2 separate regions of the Gossypium hirsutum genome follow, and region 1 is linked to region 2. Evidence: chromatin contacts called from public Hi-C data. All regions are on one chromosome and are shown on one strand. Each heading gives the region's core, a stretch centred on a gene start, on an enhancer-like site or on the middle of the called end of the contact. The rest is flanking DNA. Distances are from core to core; before and after follow the strand shown. Region 1 holds the start of LOC107913633. Region 2 holds the start of LOC107891281 (cationic amino acid transporter 4, vacuolar).

Region 1 (5,188 bases), core at 2,013-4,512, 140 kb before region 2:
TTTTGTTTTACGAATTTACTAAGCTTTATGAAAGCTTACTTTATTTGGTTTGCTTCATTATAGATCATCGAATTTTCACTGTCGATTCAAACGTTGTTGGAGATCACACTATCTGAAAACTTATTCAGTAACCTTTTTATTTATTTTGACCCCATTATAAATGGCATGTAAATAGGGTTTTGGATATGTAAATTATAAGTATTTCAGTCATATGATAGGCACTTGAAATTATGGTATATGTATTGATGTAAATCCTATTTGGTAACTTGGTTTGTTGTGGTTTGTGATGGTGGTTGCATAAGTTGATATTTAGATGCATTTAAATGGTTGTGTTGGTAGTGTAGGATAATAGGCAACCTTGAAATGCTTTGTGTTTAAATAATGGCTAATATGGTCATGGTAAGATATGATATTATGATATGTTGAATGAACATTTGATGGTTTGAATGATAATTGAATATTGGTATGTGTTATGTTACATTTGAAGGATGTTTGAAAGAATTTTTACTTGTAGTATATGTTTGATTGGATGATGGGTGTTTATGTTTCAAATTGATGTGCCATTGAAGGCATATTGGTTAGGCACTTAGGTTGGATGATTTTGGTATGTTTTGGCATGTTTTGATGTATTTTGAATAGGTAAAAATGATTGGAAATGGTTTGGCTTGGAACTTTAGAAATGGTAGATGAAAATGCTTGGTTTTGAAGTTATTTTAGATGCACACGCCCATGTGCCACACACAGTCTCCCACACGGCCGTGTGGCTATTTGATTTTAGGTACAGGATTTTTCACACGGTCATAGTTAGTTACACAGTCTGCGAACACGGGCATGTGAAGTGGCCACACGACCATGTTTGGGGCTACACAAGCTGGCTTTTATCGCATGGCCTAGCCACACAATTGTGTGACCCTTGTTTACACTTTTGTTCAAAATTTTCATAGAAATTTCAATTTAATCCAGAATTGATCTCAATTTATTTTAAATGTTCCGTAAGTTTGAATTAGGTCCCAAATTGATTGAAAAGCATGGAAATGATTGGTGATGAATTATTTTGATTATCTTTAAATAAATTATGAAAAATATTAAAGTTTTATAGTTGTAACGCCTTATAGCTTAGGTTGGTGACCGGATCGAGTATAGGATGTTACACGACTTATACGACGGCGACGACATCGCCGTTTTCAGAAATGTAGATGGCATGAATGTGTAATACATCGAGGGCGGAGGTCCAAAAATAAAACTTGGCATAGAAGTAGAAGCAGGAAAATAAAACTTGGCATATACGTACTAGAGTAAGACAGTACATACTGACTAGTGGTTGGTGCGGCCATTGGTGGTGTTACAATCGGTATCATTTCTTGCATAGGTGCTAATGATGGACTTGCCCCGCCAGTCCTTAGATGTATAGGGGCTCGTCATGGCCTCCTCGTATGTGGTTATCAACTCCTAGCCTCTTTTCCATATAAGTGTGGCTTGCCATGGATGCTAAATTATGACATGTAATCTGAATCACAGACTAAGTCCAGAGCGACAATAGCCTTGCAAGTAGGTAAGAATTCGTACCTGTTGTCCCATATGTTGATGTATTGCACATGGAATATTGACCAATCTCACCCATCCAACCCTGCAAGTTGATAGGACACACATCATCAAGGTCTTCAGGTGCCACAAGAATTGATTGTCGAACCTAATTGCTGCAACACTCTATCCGACTCGTGCATCTTGACGGTAGCGTACACTACTAATGGCATCTTCATGTGCCAAATGTTCGAATTCACAAAGAATTATTCAGGGATGTATTCTTTAATCGTTGGATCCTCGTATGATGTCCATTCAAACTATATTAAAATAATAAAAACTTTAAAGATATTTGTATACTATTGAATCTCAAATCAACTATGTTAATATTATCTAATTCCAATTTAAATAAATACATACATCCGCTTCCGATCGTTGGTCTAATAGAAGCCGTATTCTCGAAGCTCATTTGGTAATCCCACATAACTCGGCTCATGGTTTTACCTATTTAAATAACTTGTTAGCATAATAATTAAAATTTTAATTAATTTTATTATGGTAAATATATCATCTAATGAATTTTACCTTGTTATGAGGGGAAATGCATATGAGTAGTTCGCTCGAAGATGTAAAAATGACAGACGGTACGATGCCCATGACTGCAGTAGTAGAATGTAACCACCAATTTTAATTTTATGTGATTGCATCGCTAGACACATCTCCCAGTATAAGGTTGCTAACACGGCTGGCCCCTAACTAAGTTCGCCTACTTCTCTAAAGTTGACGAGTTTCATCAGCCACCTTAGATGGACGAGATTTTGTGACTTATCTGGCATCATGATATCCCCGATGATCTGAAAGATGTATACCCAAGTGTGTCATTCTCTTTCAACTTTAGTCGAATCCGCATCAAGCTCTCTAAAGTTTCTTCTTAACCAACTCATTTCGATACAGCCTCTATAAATCGTCTCTAGAACCAAACCCAAAAGTTCATCGCATGCGCCTCTCTGATCGGCCGCATAAATTGACCCAGTGACTACCGACCCATTCACCGGTAACCCAACAGTAACTACATGTCCTCCAAAGTGATAGTACACTCGCCACATGGAAGATGGAATGTATGCATCTCGGGTCTCCACCTTTCCACCAACGCACTTACGAGTGTCGGGTCCAACTTATACCCCCAACCTACAAGGGACACGTGCGAAAAATCGGCTTCCCTCAAGTACGATTCGATCAAAGGTGATGCAAGAGCGAGTAGATTATAAATGTAGCACTTCAAAATTCTATTTTCTGCCTATTTATGTAAAAAAAATTCAAAAATTAATTTTAAATATAACAATAAAATAAAAAATTAAACAAAATTGAAATATATTTAAAAAATATTCTTACCATTTACAATTGGTTGACAGAAATGTGGCTGCCATCAAAACGAATTAGAGATTTGACCATTTGTTAATTTCAAAAAACACGGATTAATTTTTAATAAAAATATTTTAAAAAAAATATTAATATAATTCTAATAAAAGAATTGTAGAGAAATAAAATCTAAATAAGAATTTAATAAATGATTGAGAGAATTTTGAGAGATTTGGGAATATGAGAATGTGAGAATTTTTAAAGTATTTGTGAGAAAAATAGAAATGAGGGTTTATAAGGGGGAGGTGGTAGGTACTATTTAATTAGCCGTTGGGGGCTGAGGAAGGCTATTTAATTAGTCATTGGAAACTAGCCACTGCTGGGATGAAAAGCTTCCAGTAAACACGCTTCAGTTAGAAGTATTTTACTGACAGCATGCAGAAAACACATCTACCTAAGAGCATTTTCTTAAATTACACCTGAAAATGAGTCTCCGCGAAAATGCTTTAAAAAATTTGTCTAATCCTTTAATTTTTCCAAAAAAACAGCCTAATCTGATAAATTAAAAAAAAACGACATTTAATGGTAATTTAGTCGGTCTCTAATTATATTAAATATATATTTTTTAATTTTCCACCAATAGCCGTGCAATTTAATTTTAAAATATGTTAACTGTAATGAAAAGCGTCCGTTTTCCTCTTTGAAGTTTCTATTTACAAATCAGCTTGAAAACAGGGAGAGAGAGAGAGAGAGAGGTGGAAGAGGGATGTCGACAATGGCTTCCTCTTCTCTTAGCCTCTTCTTATTATTATTATATTATTTTTTCTTTTCATCATGTGCTTCTCAAGCGATCTCACAATTTAAAGGTATAACTATCTGATAATTCCCTTTATTGTTCCTCATTGGATTCAACTATGTTTGTCATCTGGATGATTCTATTTTCTTTGCTTGCTTTGAAATGGTTTGGCAAATTAGGTTCGGGTTTTTATTTTATTTTATTTTTTCTCATTCCTTTAACGTGGCTGTTCTTCGATTGGTTTAGAAACCTGAATTGCAACTGCTTCAATTTATTAATTTCCGAAGAAGATGAACGGAACAATAAGAATATCTGCTTAGGTTTTTGGGTTGGTCTCTGATTTCCATTTTTACAGTAGCCTTTGCTTCATAGAAACTGTACTATTTACTTATTTTCTCATTTCTCATCACTGGTAATCAGTTTCCCGCAGGTTTCTTTAGGCGTTCCTAGAAAAGGTTGACAGCTAAAGGTTGTTTTAACTATAAATTACTAAGATTAGACGTGCCAAATACTTGTTGTAGCCTTGGAGAGCTATGAAGGCTTTTTTAGTGTTTGGATAAATGCATGGATTGAATGATCACTTAATGCTTTGTAATTAATTAATTTAGAAACTGAGCTCTATCAGTGTTCCCTTCAGGTTTACCCTGTAGAAAGTATATTATGCAATTTGTGAACCGGAGGTGAAGGTGGGTTTATTTCAATAACTTGATGGAAATCTATAATGCATGACCTTGGTCCATGTTTTTTTAGTTCTATCTTGCACCCTTGCCATACTTTTTGTGTCGTTTTCAACTGTAGTAGGTTTTATAATTGCAGGCATTGACTTAGGAAGTCCAGCACTAGATGTTAACCCAGCTCCCCTTTATGGGCACTCATCTGTCCATGGTTCAAAAGATGTTATATCATGTGACCGAATTCGAGTTTCTGGTCACTCAAGATTGATGCTCAGGAGTTATGCCAGTTCCGTTCGAGTTACTTTAGCTCCATCTGTCCTAATACCAGAAAGATTACACAGCAAAATACATGTTTGCTTTCATCGGTAAGTTTTGACTCTCAATCTACTCTTCTTCTGCATGAAAACACTTCAGAAGTTTGTTGTCACATTTGGTGACTGAAAAATTCTTGCAGGAATGCTTCACTTGGATTATGCAAGTGTGAGCATGAAAATTGGAAGGCGGTGGAAAAGGGTATATGGCTCTCTGTCATGTCACCTTATGATGATAGATTTATAGATGTGAAGTTTATAGGTGATGTGTCTGGCTCTGTCACGGTTGCTCTTGAAGAAGGTATGATTATGTGTTATTTGTGTTCCTTTTAAAAGAAATTATGTACTTGATTGTAATTGTTAGTTTGTTGAAATTGAACTTTATTTTTTATCTTTTTGCAGATTTTCAGCGATGGAGGCTTGTGTTTCTAGCTTTAGGATTTGTTTTGTTGCTCTTGGCACCATTTGCCAGCAAGTGGGTTCCTTTTTACTACAGTAGTTCAATGGCTATTGGAATTATTCTTGTC
Region 2 (4,562 bases), core at 875-3,374:
AGATGATGCTAAGCATTCTGATTTATGATGAACGTAGTTTCTGAGAAGGGTCATATTTTGTATTTCTGGTTCTTGCTGTTTATGGACCCAGGCTCCGGGCAGCCTGCTGGTCTTACCTATTTGAGGTCAGGCTTCTGCGATGTTTTTCAAGCCTAAGTCAGCCTGTCCCAGCCCATGGGTCAGGTCAGTACCGAGTATTCCAGATCATTAAAGTGTCTTTTAGATAACATCATCTCATGTGGCCATTCTTTCCTCTTTGTGAGGCTTTTTGCTCTTCAGAAGTTCCTGAAGTTAGTGAAAATCCTGGAATCAAGAGCAGAGCCTAAGGTTCTCAGCACTCTTAACTTTGTCCAGTTTCTGACTATTCTATCGGTGCAGCTGTTATGCGTTCGGACGGTTTTGAGTATCTCAAAGAAAACTGCCCATCACTGCAGTCAGAGCTACTCAAGACCGTTGCGGGATGTGAGGAAGAATTCAGTGGTGGCGGAAAGAGCCGGAGCGTGTGGGCACATCTTTCTGATGGTGGTGATACAATTAACCGGAGTGTAAGGCAACAAACCTGGGAAAACGGAGGGGAACAAAATCAAGGCATGTGGGTTCAGCTTGATGGTGGTGGTGATGGCGAGGGGAGTCCAAGGCGAGAGGAATGATGCCGCAGCCGCAGCTGATGGGAATATTGGTACATTGTTTTTACAACTAACTTTGGAGGACATTAGATAGGGATAAAGCAAAAGAAAAGAAAAGAAAAACTATTAATTAGCGAGGAAAACATTTGCCTTGGCCTCTTTTTATCTCTATCTTATGAATGTTTCTTTTTTCTTTTAATGTTTTCATGTTGTTGTATTGTATGTTGTGTCTGTGACTAAGTTACCTTTGCAATGTACTTATGTTGGGCACATGCTACAGTATAATTTGCTCTTTAGGTTTGTATAAAAATATTAAATAAATAATCTTAAAAAAGAAAACAAAAAATCCATTGAAAATCATGTTTACCAACCATAAAGTATTACTGTATGTAAATATATGCGTGTTGATTCTCATGTTGTCGCTTGTAAGAACCTAGACGGATTCAGTGATTAGGTTCAGAAAGCAGCTCTTTTATTCTTTCCTTTAAAACAAGAAAATCCTTTGAAGCGATTGATTGGATCTTTGGCTAAAGTATTTTATAGGCCTCACTTTCACTTTTGTAATTTTATATACAAACAAACTATACATGATAGAAGGCTTGATGTTTTCCAATTTTAAAAGCTTAAATTTTACTTTTTTTTTTTTAATTTTAAAAGTTGTATCCAAACTGTAAGTACTAGTTTCTTGCATAGAATATTTTAGGTGTCGAATAATGATGATCCAAAAAATAATTTGGAGTCACGAGTCAATTAGATAATGATGAGTTTACTTTTATTTTATAAAGTAAATTATAATATTTTGAAAATATTTTTGTTATTTTATATATTTTATATTGAAAAATAGAAATATGAATAAATATAATAAGATTTAAATTCAAACCCCAATATTTTTTAGTAATTATATTTTTATCATTTAACCAAAATTTCATATATTATTTTTATATATATTTTATAAATATATGTATTACATAATTTCTTTTTTCACTATGAAATAAGCCAAAATATAATTTCAATTATATATATTACATATATATATATCAAATTATGCGATACATAACAGATTATGTGTTTCATTACATAAGCATGTAGTTTTCACTTTCACATTCCTCAATTACCAGTATTAGTAATATATATATATTTCATATTAATATAATAAAAAGTACTCAAAAATATATATAGTAAATTTTTTTATAGATAAAATAAAAATAAATTGTTTTAACTTTATAAAAAAAGATATCATATATTTATTTATTCTGTAATTAAAAATTAGTTATCATTAAGTATCAATACTTAAAAAGGCTATTTCATAATTATTTTGATGGAGTTGTACAATATTAAATTGTGAATGGTATTTCAACAAGAAGAAAATTGTAATTGACAAAAAAAAAAAAAACAAAAATTTAACTGATGTTATCGCATTAATGCTGTTTTAATGGTTTCTTTGTTTAGATTGGATGGGGATATAAATATGAAGACTCTTTTACACGTAACCACGACGTGTTCGCCCCATATTTAGACCAAAGCTGTTATCTCTCTGCCTCTCAGTTATCTCCAAAAAGTCAAAAACCTTTCTTCTTTCTAATTCTTTAACATTATTTGTCATATGGGTTTCCTGTAAATTCATCAAAAGCTCTTTCTTTTTATTCTCTACTAATAAAATTTTCACCCAACAAAACAGGAAGTAAACAAAAGGAATTTTTTTGAAGTATGATTGTTAGTATGCAAGACAAGGGTGAAGCACTACTTTCAAAGTGTTCAAAGGGTTTCAAAAGCTTAGTTAGAAGAAAACAAGTTGATTCGGTCCATGTAAGGAGAGAAGGTCACCAATTAGCCAGGAAACTAACTGCTCTTGACCTCACTGCCATTGGTATTCCTGCTATTAATTTGCTTCAATTTGTACTTCTGCTATTTGGGTTTATTTTATTTTATTTTTTGTTCATCTTATCTCATATTTTCATTTGATATATATATATATTCTGGTTTTATAGGCATTTCAGTTTATTCCTGTGCTCTCCTGTTTTATTGGTTTTTGTTTTGAAGCAAAAGTGTTGGTTGTTTCTCTGAAAATTTGGTCTTTAGTGCAGTTTTAGTCATGGAGATGGAACCAGGGTGACTGAATACTGAGCTTGTTGAATGTGGGGGTGATGGGTGTTTGTTGGTTTTCTTTAAGGATTTTAATTCATGTTTGGAGCTATAGCGGTAGTCGTTTTAGATGTTTCATACACATTGACATTTGTTAAATGAATGTTGTATTAATCAGGAGTAGGGACAACCATTGGAGCTGGGGTATATGTTCTTGTTGGAACAGTTGCTAGAGAGCACACAGGACCTGCTCTTACTGTTTCATTTCTCATTGCCGGACTAGCTGCCGCACTCTCCGCATTTTGTTATGCAGAGCTTGCTAGTCGTTGCCCATCTGCTGGGAGTGCATATCATTATACCTATATATGCATAGGGGAAAGGTAAACTAAAATCATTGGATCATTTTATATTTTCCAGTTTTTCTATATAATTGCATCTGATTTCGGTTTGTAAGGTAAGAATGTGGTTACTTGCAGTGTTGCTTGGTTGATCGGTTGGTCTTTGATTCTAGAATACACAATTGGTGGTGCTGCTATTGCTGGTGGCATATCACCCAATATAGTGAGGATTTACTTCTAAAATTTTGGCATAATACTGTAATTTATTACCTCACTTGAGCGAATGTTGTAAGATCTTCATTGCTGTGTGTTTCAGGCCTTATTTTTGGGAGGTGAAGGTAATCTGCCTGCCTTTTTGGTTCGTCACACAATCCCTCAGCTCGGAGTTGTGGTGGATCCTTGTGCAGCCATTTTAGTTCTTATCGTCACGTTTCTGCTGTGTGCCGGAATAAAGGAGGTAGACTATTGGTTTTCTATCTGTTTTAGGTGTATCTAGTTTTTTGTAAATGCTTTCATTTAACACTTGATATTACAGAGTTCACTGGTACAAACAATTGTTACAACGGTGAATGTGTGTGCCATGCTTTTCATTATAGTAGCTGGTGGCTATTTGGCTTGCAAGACTGGATGGGTTGGTTATGAACTTCATGGCGGGTAGCTATAATGATTTTTTCTTCGACTTTGCACAGTTTTTTATTTTTGTATGCTTTACTCTCCTTTTTATGTTTTCCTTTCAAGTTTGCAGGTTTTTCCCCTTTGGGCTAAATGGGATGCTAGCAGGATCCGCTATTGTGTTTTTTTCATATATAGGCTTTGATGCAGTTACTGGTGCTGCTGAAGAGGTATTACCGGATTTTCATGATGCTCTCCTGCCATTATCTCTCTTTACCATAGATAAAATAAGCACCCAAAATACTAATATGTCCTTTTACATTGAGTCCATTCACATGGCTATCAAGGCACCTTATTATGATCTATTTTTGATATATATCCTTTTCCCCCTCTTCATGGCAGATAAAAAGACCTTTACGAGATTTACCATAGATAAAATAAGCACCCTAAATACTAATATGTCCTTTTACGTTGAGTTGATTCGCATGACTGACAAGCCACCTTATTATGATCTCTTTTTGATATGTATCCTTTTCCCCTTCTTCATGGAAGACAAAAAGACCTTTACGAGATTTACCATAGATAAAATAAGTACCCTAAGTACTAATATGTCCTTTTATGTTGAGTCGATTCGCATGGCTGACAAGCCACCTTATTATGATCTCTTTTTGATATATATCCTTTCCCCCTCTTCATGGCAGACAAAAAGACCTTTACGAGATTTACCGTTGGGCATAGGGATGACTTTGACACTGTGTTGTATTTTGTACATGCTCGTATCAGTTGTTATTGTCGGCTTAGTTCCATACTATGCATTGAATCCAGACACTCCTATCTCCTCAGCTTTTTCTGCCAACGGAATGCAGTGGGCTGCGTAAGCATTGTATTCTTTTGGTAGTTCATG

Evidence for each region. A called contact is a pair of places that touch in the nucleus more often than the background predicts.
Region 1: a Hi-C map of leaf shows a contact between it and region 2, with 2.4 times the contacts expected there. The contact joins the promoter of LOC107913633 here to the promoter of LOC107891281 in region 2. A contact is called at or near these places in 9 of 34 Hi-C or Micro-C datasets (callus, hypocotyl, leaf and 2 more).

What each region holds. Positions count from the first base shown.
Region 1 is chrA11:93,196,513-93,201,700 of Gossypium_hirsutum_v2.1, reverse strand. It overlaps LOC107913633, which reads left to right and starts at 3,262. Exons shown (of 10, transcript XM_016842281.2): 1 at 3,262-3,746; 2 at 4,493-4,715; 3 at 4,805-4,962; 4 at 5,064-5,188. The coding sequence starts at 3,647.
Region 2 is chrA11:93,060,248-93,064,809 of Gossypium_hirsutum_v2.1, reverse strand. LOC107891281 (cationic amino acid transporter 4, vacuolar) reads left to right here and starts at 2,124. Exons shown (of 14, transcript XM_016816038.2): 1 at 2,124-2,493; 2 at 2,887-3,088; 3 at 3,185-3,269; 4 at 3,363-3,503; 5 at 3,582-3,700; 6 at 3,792-3,888; 7 at 4,360-4,532. The coding sequence starts at 2,334. It overlaps LOC107891302 (BTB/POZ and MATH domain-containing protein 4), which reads left to right. Exons shown (of 4, transcript XM_016816055.2): 4 at 379-896. The coding sequence ends at 650.